Linked DNA regions of Mus musculus: region 2 is linked to region 1. The links are chromatin contacts, called in public Hi-C maps. All regions are on one chromosome and are shown on one strand. Each heading gives the region's core, a stretch centred on a gene start, on an enhancer-like site or on the middle of the called end of the contact. The rest is flanking DNA. Distances are from core to core; before and after follow the strand shown. Region 1 overlaps Slmap (sarcolemma associated protein). Region 2 overlaps Dennd6a (DENN/MADD domain containing 6A).

Region 1 (2,978 bases), core at 379-2,878:
TATCCACTCAGAATGGATATTTCTGGAAACACAGAATGCACTGTAGCCAGGCTGAGCGTATAATCAATGACACAGCACTTGTCACATAAAGGCCCTGTGTTCAATACATGACATCTCCATCAAAGTCCACTTAAGGAATATACAATACAAAAAACAAAAAATATGGTTTAAGAAAAAACAAAACAGGTTCTTCCTCTTCCAGGGATAGTGCTTAGAGGCACTCAGTATGGTCCAGCGGTTGACATACTGTCAAAGGCTTTCCTACAATACAGCCTCTAACAAAACGAGGCTGTCTCGAACCCCTGACAACAGGATTGTTTACCTTTATACCAAGAAGGTTGGGAAAGCACCTAAATCTGCATGTGGCGTGTGCCCACTCAGACTGCAAGGGTTGCCTGCTGTGAGAGCCAGGGTAGTCCTTATGCGCTTGTCTAAGACAAAGATGCAGGTAAGCAGGGCCTATAGCTGCTCCATGTGTGCCAAGTGTGTCTGTGACAGGATCAAGCAGGCTTTCTTTATTGAGGAGCAGAAAATCATTGTCAACGTGTTGAAGGTACAAGCACAGAGTCAGAAAGCAAAATAAACATGCAGCTTTAAGTAATTACAAAAACAGAAAAAAGAAAATCAGAACAGACACAATTATCTAAGAAGTCTAAGGAAGAAATGGAAAATCAAACTGTAAAAAAAATTAAGTATTAACCAAACTTAGAACAATAAGCTGTTATGATCTATTCAATATTAACTAAACTTAAAATATATACATACATACATACATACATACATACACCCATGTATCAACAAGACAACCTCCCAACCTAAATTCAAGCCAATCAAAAAGAAAACAGCATAAAGACAACTAAAACAAAGTAAGGACCATTTCTTACTGACTGATTCAGCTCATGTACATAACTTTCACAGAGAAGAAAATGACATTTTTACACTGAAGCATTATCACATATGAAAAGTATAAAGAAACCAGTAAAATCAAAACACTTGTTAACATCACTAAGAGTGCCGCTTTTTAAATATTTGATTAGCATAATTACTATAAATTTTTGCTCGTTAAAGCCAAGTGCTGTTTAGAGTAACTATAGGCATCACTAGTTAGTTCACCTCACTTTTCTTCTGAAACAAGATAGCTGAAGCAACGCAGTTAAAGAAGCTCAAGCTGCGAGACGATTCTGAACACAGCAAAAAGGCAACCACAAACTATCCTCTGTATTTCTCCTATCAGAATGCTTCCATAATCATTATCTGAATCTAATATGTAAAGCAAAATTTGAAATTAGATGATGTCGAATTAATTAATTTTAAATTCAGTAAAGGATATAAATTATGAAACCTTTGCTACACAATAAAATTATAATCTTCTGAGGATGTAATCTGAGCAGTTTAAATGACATGCCAAAAGGCTTAAAGAACGTTTGGAGTTTTCTGGTAACAATAATAGAGGTTCATTTAACAGGGTTTTGAAAATTATATTGAAAACACTAAAATAAACCTTAAAAAGTAGTCGTAATTCAGGAAATGTATCAAACCTTAACTTTCGGAGGGCACTCTCAGTATGTTTTCAAGACTCAGAAAGTCGGTTTCGTGGAAGCCATGTTAGCAGAACTGCACTGTCCAAAGGAAGTGACAGTGCGGATTGTGGGTTTTGACATCCACAGTTTACAATAGATAAACATTGTGCAAAGAAAGAGCTAAAGCTCACCAGAGTCCCAGCTCTGGGCTGCAGATGAAGTGCACGCCTGCGAGCCCAACGCCTGGGAAAGCTGAATGAAAAGTTCACACGCTCAAGATTAAGCTAAACTTTTATTACTGGCCAAATGCAGAGTAAAAGCTGACACAATTCAGCTCTCAGAAAGCCTTTCTCCACAGACTTCACACACAGTAGTTACATACACACTTATATTCAAAGTCTTCTCAAACAATTTTTTTCTCTCAATAGTAATACAAAGTTAAGTTCCAAACTTTTCAAAACTCAGAACATTAAAAAAAAAATTACATAGCAAGATTTTGCTGAAAGGACCCTGATATAGCTGTCTCTTGTGAGACTATGCCGGGGCCTAGCAAACACAGAAGTGGATGATCACAGTCAGCTATTGGATGGATCATAGGGCCCCCAGTGGAGGAGCTAGAGAAATTACCCAAGGAGCTAAAGGGAACTGCAACCCTATAGGTGGAACAACAATATGAACTAACCAGTACCCCAGAGCTCATGTCTCTAGCTGCATATGTATCAAAAGATGGCCTAGTCGGCCATCACTGGAAAGAGAGGCCCTTTGGACAGGCAAACTTTATATGCCCCAGTACAGGGGAAAGCCAGGGCCAAGAAGTGGGAGTGGGAGGGGAGGGGAGGGGGTACTTTTGGGATAGAATTGGAAATGTAAATGAAAAAAACACCTAATGAAATTTTTAAAAATTAAAAATGAAAAAAAACAAATCTAAAAATTAAAAAAAAATTACGAGAACAGCTATGGCTACTGAATTTCTAATTCATGCTGTATTATAAAGCTCAAAATTCCAATATACATAATGATTGAGTCACAATCCATTAGCACAGTATGTAGTTAACTCAGGATTTCAACTAACAAGTAAGCCTATGAAGGAATACCTGAACTGTATGGCATTCCTCACGCCAGACACTCCTGTATATGGACAATTAACAGAGACTTCATGAAAGTAGCAACAATTAAAACTAAGAACAAACAAGTTATCAACAAGTATAATACACAGGCTTTAAAAGCAAAATGCTTAATTATACTCTACACCCCTCAATCAAGCATTTCAGAGTAATTACACACTCACCAACTCACTGAGCCTCCAAATCTATTACTTTGAACATCCCTTAAGTCACTGAGAAGACAGCTCTGGTATAACATGAATGTGGAATTAAACCTCACACTCATGTGTTAAAGAATGGGTCTCACGCAATCTTCCTAGGTAAGATTTGGGGAAAATGATAAGTCATGAGGGCT
Region 2 (2,914 bases), core at 341-2,840, 80 kb after region 1:
CAAACAAGGTTAAAAGTTAATTTCATGTTATTTTGACAGCCTTTAAAATTTTTAATTAATTAATTTATTTGTAGTACTGGGAACTAAAACTTTGACCTTTAGCACGCCAGGAAAGAACTCTTTAACACTGAACTACCTGAGAGCCTTTTTGTTTGTTTGTTTTGTTGGTTTGGTTTGGGTTTGGAGGGTTTTGGGTATTTGTTTGTTTATGTAGAGATAGGGTTTGAACTACATATCCCTGGCTATCTTGGAACTCACTATGTAGACCAGGCTGGCCTTGAACTCCCAGAGATCCTTTTGCCTCTGCCTCCTAAGTGCTGGAATTAATGACCTACATCTGGCACTTGATAGCCTTTTTAATAAATTATTTAATAGTATTTGTGTAGGTCATTTTGTTTTTATACATTTAAACTCAAAAGTAAATCTGTAACAGTGAATTAGTGAAACTGCTTTGTATCTTGGTGGGTCACAAGTGCAGGAGAACCCAAGAGCTCTCTGGATATGTGAATGAAAGACACATACACACCAGCTAATTTTGATATGCCTTGACTAGCTCAAAGGCTGGGCCTTTCTAATCCTCTGCTGTTAGCATACATTCTCCCTCCAACTTTCCTGACTCAGCGTTTCATCTCTGCTACCCCAGACCCAATCAGGGAAGTGGTCACTAGGCCGTTTTCCCAAATTCTTTTTTTTTTTTTTTAAATATTTATTTATTTATTTATTTATTATATGTAAGTACACTGTAGCTGTCTTCAGACACTCCAGAAGAGGGCATCAGATTTCGTTGTGAGCCACCATGTGGTTGCTGGGATTTGAACTCAAGACCTTTGGAAGAGCAGTAGGCGCTCTTAACCGCTGAGTCATCTCACCAGCCCCCATTTTCCCGAATTCTTACTTGGCTGGTTGCTTTCTTTCCTGCAGCTCTGACATCGGATCCTTCTCCCTCCAAGTCCTGGTGGTTCTCTGTCTCTCTCTCCCAGCCCCTTGTCTTACTGCCCAGCCATTGGCTGTATGGCAGTTCTTTATTATCAGCCAAACCCAGCTTGGGGCAGGGACCCTCAGGTCTGGACGTGCAGCTTTTTGGGAGCTGAAATAAGACAAAGCGTTAGAACCAATTCCCAACATAAATCTATAGAAATAAAAATTCTAATATTTTAGGCATATGAATGACCTACAGATTTTTTAAAAAGTGTCTTTTTAATAAACTGACTATAAATGAATTATAATTCATTTTACCCAAAACCTGGTTGGGACTAGTAAAATTGACAAAAGATCTTGAAAAGCAGACCTTGATGGTCTAGCAGATGAGCATGATTTGGAGAGCATTTCAGAGCTCTGGTGCTATCCAAACCACTGTTTTTCCTCTTTATCCTCCAAATGGAAGTTATAATTACTCTGCCAACTTTGACTTAAAATTTCCAAAATAGCTTTTATTGCTGTGAAAGGAAATCGTGGCACAGCAGAGCAGACTTTAGGAAAGAGTCATAAATTAGGGCTTCCTTCCCGTGTTACGTTCCCCACCCCCACACACACATACAAAGTAGATATCATTCTAGACTGTTTGAAAACTAAACAGAAGAAAATGTTTTTTACAATTCACAGTGAAATAGTTTGCCGGTCTACAATCCTCTGCTTGTACACACCCTAGATCTTCATGAATTTAGAAGAAAACTTGGGCTGGTCCTTGTTTCTGTTTCATGCATTTTTTTTCTGAATATGAATTTAGAGTGTGTTCTTATCAGCCACACAGCCAGACTTTTCCCTCATTATTTACCGTTATCACCAACTGAATGTAGGTGTTCCTTCAGCCTAAGCTATGTTGGGTACTGAAGGACAATAATCTTCTATCTTAAATATGTCAAGGGAGAAGACACAGGCTCAGTGCAGAGAATTTTAAGTAGCAGTAATTCAAGGAAGAACAGGCCTTGTGGGTAGACTTGGCTTGCAGACAATATTTGTGTCAAACAGCAAGGACATTGTAATATACTGTATACTCCTTAAATTACCTGTGCTGAAGCGCATGTTTTTGTTTTTTAACTGTCTGTATGGACCAATACTTTTGTAAAATAGATGCTAAAGAAAATATTAGAAAAAAAATGAAATTTAAAAAATATTAGTAAAACAAAACTATAAATTTATGACACTAATATCAGGTTGCCAGAAAAGCTTTTCAGCGTATTCAACTTAGATATTTATTTGTTCACACACCAGTAGCCAGTTTATGAACTGGTGTTATTGCAGAAGCTACAGTAAGACACGTATACACTGCCTTGCCAGTGCTACATTTCTATACTCTCCCTTGCACACTTCTACACTTGTACATTTCCATATTTCTGAACTTCTGCACTGTGCACTTCCTTACGTTTGTACTTGTATGTGTCTGTACTTCTGCACCTTAGAAGATCTGACCTAAAGTACTCTCTCTGAGCAACTCCATCTTAGCCACAGTAGTCACAGCAAGGGGGGTGAGTGCAGAGATTGGAAGGATGCAGAGTAGAGCCTTCATGCTTTGCTTTTTGGTTGCTGTTGTTGTGATGGTCATCAGACTCGCTTGGAGACTTGGTGATATTCTTTCCATCTTCCTAGTTCTGGGGTTACAAGCATGTACCAGTATGCTTTGCAGAGGGCTAGTCTTGAAGTTTTATCATAGTCACATGTATTCTGAGCCACACCATACCCATGTTTGTGATAATGTAGAAATAGTCTTTTGTTGTTGTTTCGAGACAGAGTTTTTTCTGTACAGCCTTGGCTGTCCTGGAACTCACTCTGTAGACCAGGTTGGCCTTGAACTCAGAAATCAGCCTGCCTCTGCCTCCCAAGTGCTGGGATTAAAGGTGTGCACCACCACTGCCCGGCTAGAAATAGTCTTTTACAGTTGTCTGTGTCATCAAGAAAAATAATCTTTTTTTCTTTA

What was found. A called contact is a pair of places that touch in the nucleus more often than the background predicts.
Region 2: a Hi-C map of the G1E-ER4 cell line shows a contact between it and region 1, with 2.5 times the contacts expected there. The contact joins two enhancer-like sites. A contact is called at or near these places in 4 of 39 promoter capture datasets (the C10 cell line, the HPC-7 cell line and frontonasal cranial neural crest), 19 of 484 Hi-C or Micro-C datasets (the 63-12 cell line, the AML12 cell line, B cells and 15 more), 15 of 115 datasets of contacts at active chromatin or transcription factors (the 230-238 cell line, the HPC-7 cell line, the SCID.adh cell line and 8 more) and 4 of 9 other capture datasets (adipose tissue, embryonic stem cells, liver and 1 more).

Annotation. Positions count from the first base shown.
Region 1 is chr14:26,514,328-26,517,305 of GRCm38.p6, forward strand. The region is part of intron 1 of Slmap (sarcolemma associated protein); the gene reads right to left. It also overlaps the pseudogene Gm2178. Among named protein-coding and RNA genes, the nearest start is that of Gm24031, 18 kb to the left of the region's middle. Within about 2 kb of position 1,629, at least 72 of the 459 cell types and tissues checked have an H3K27ac peak or open chromatin away from gene starts, as enhancers often do. A contact at or near this core is called in the G1E-ER4 cell line, where this site is marked.
Region 2 is chr14:26,594,396-26,597,309 of GRCm38.p6, forward strand. All of the region lies in intron 3 of Dennd6a (DENN/MADD domain containing 6A), which reads left to right. Among named protein-coding and RNA genes, the nearest start is that of Dennd6a, 16 kb to the left of the region's middle. Within about 2 kb of position 1,591, at least 17 of the 459 cell types and tissues checked have an H3K27ac peak or open chromatin away from gene starts, as enhancers often do. A contact at or near this core is called in the G1E-ER4 cell line, where this site is marked.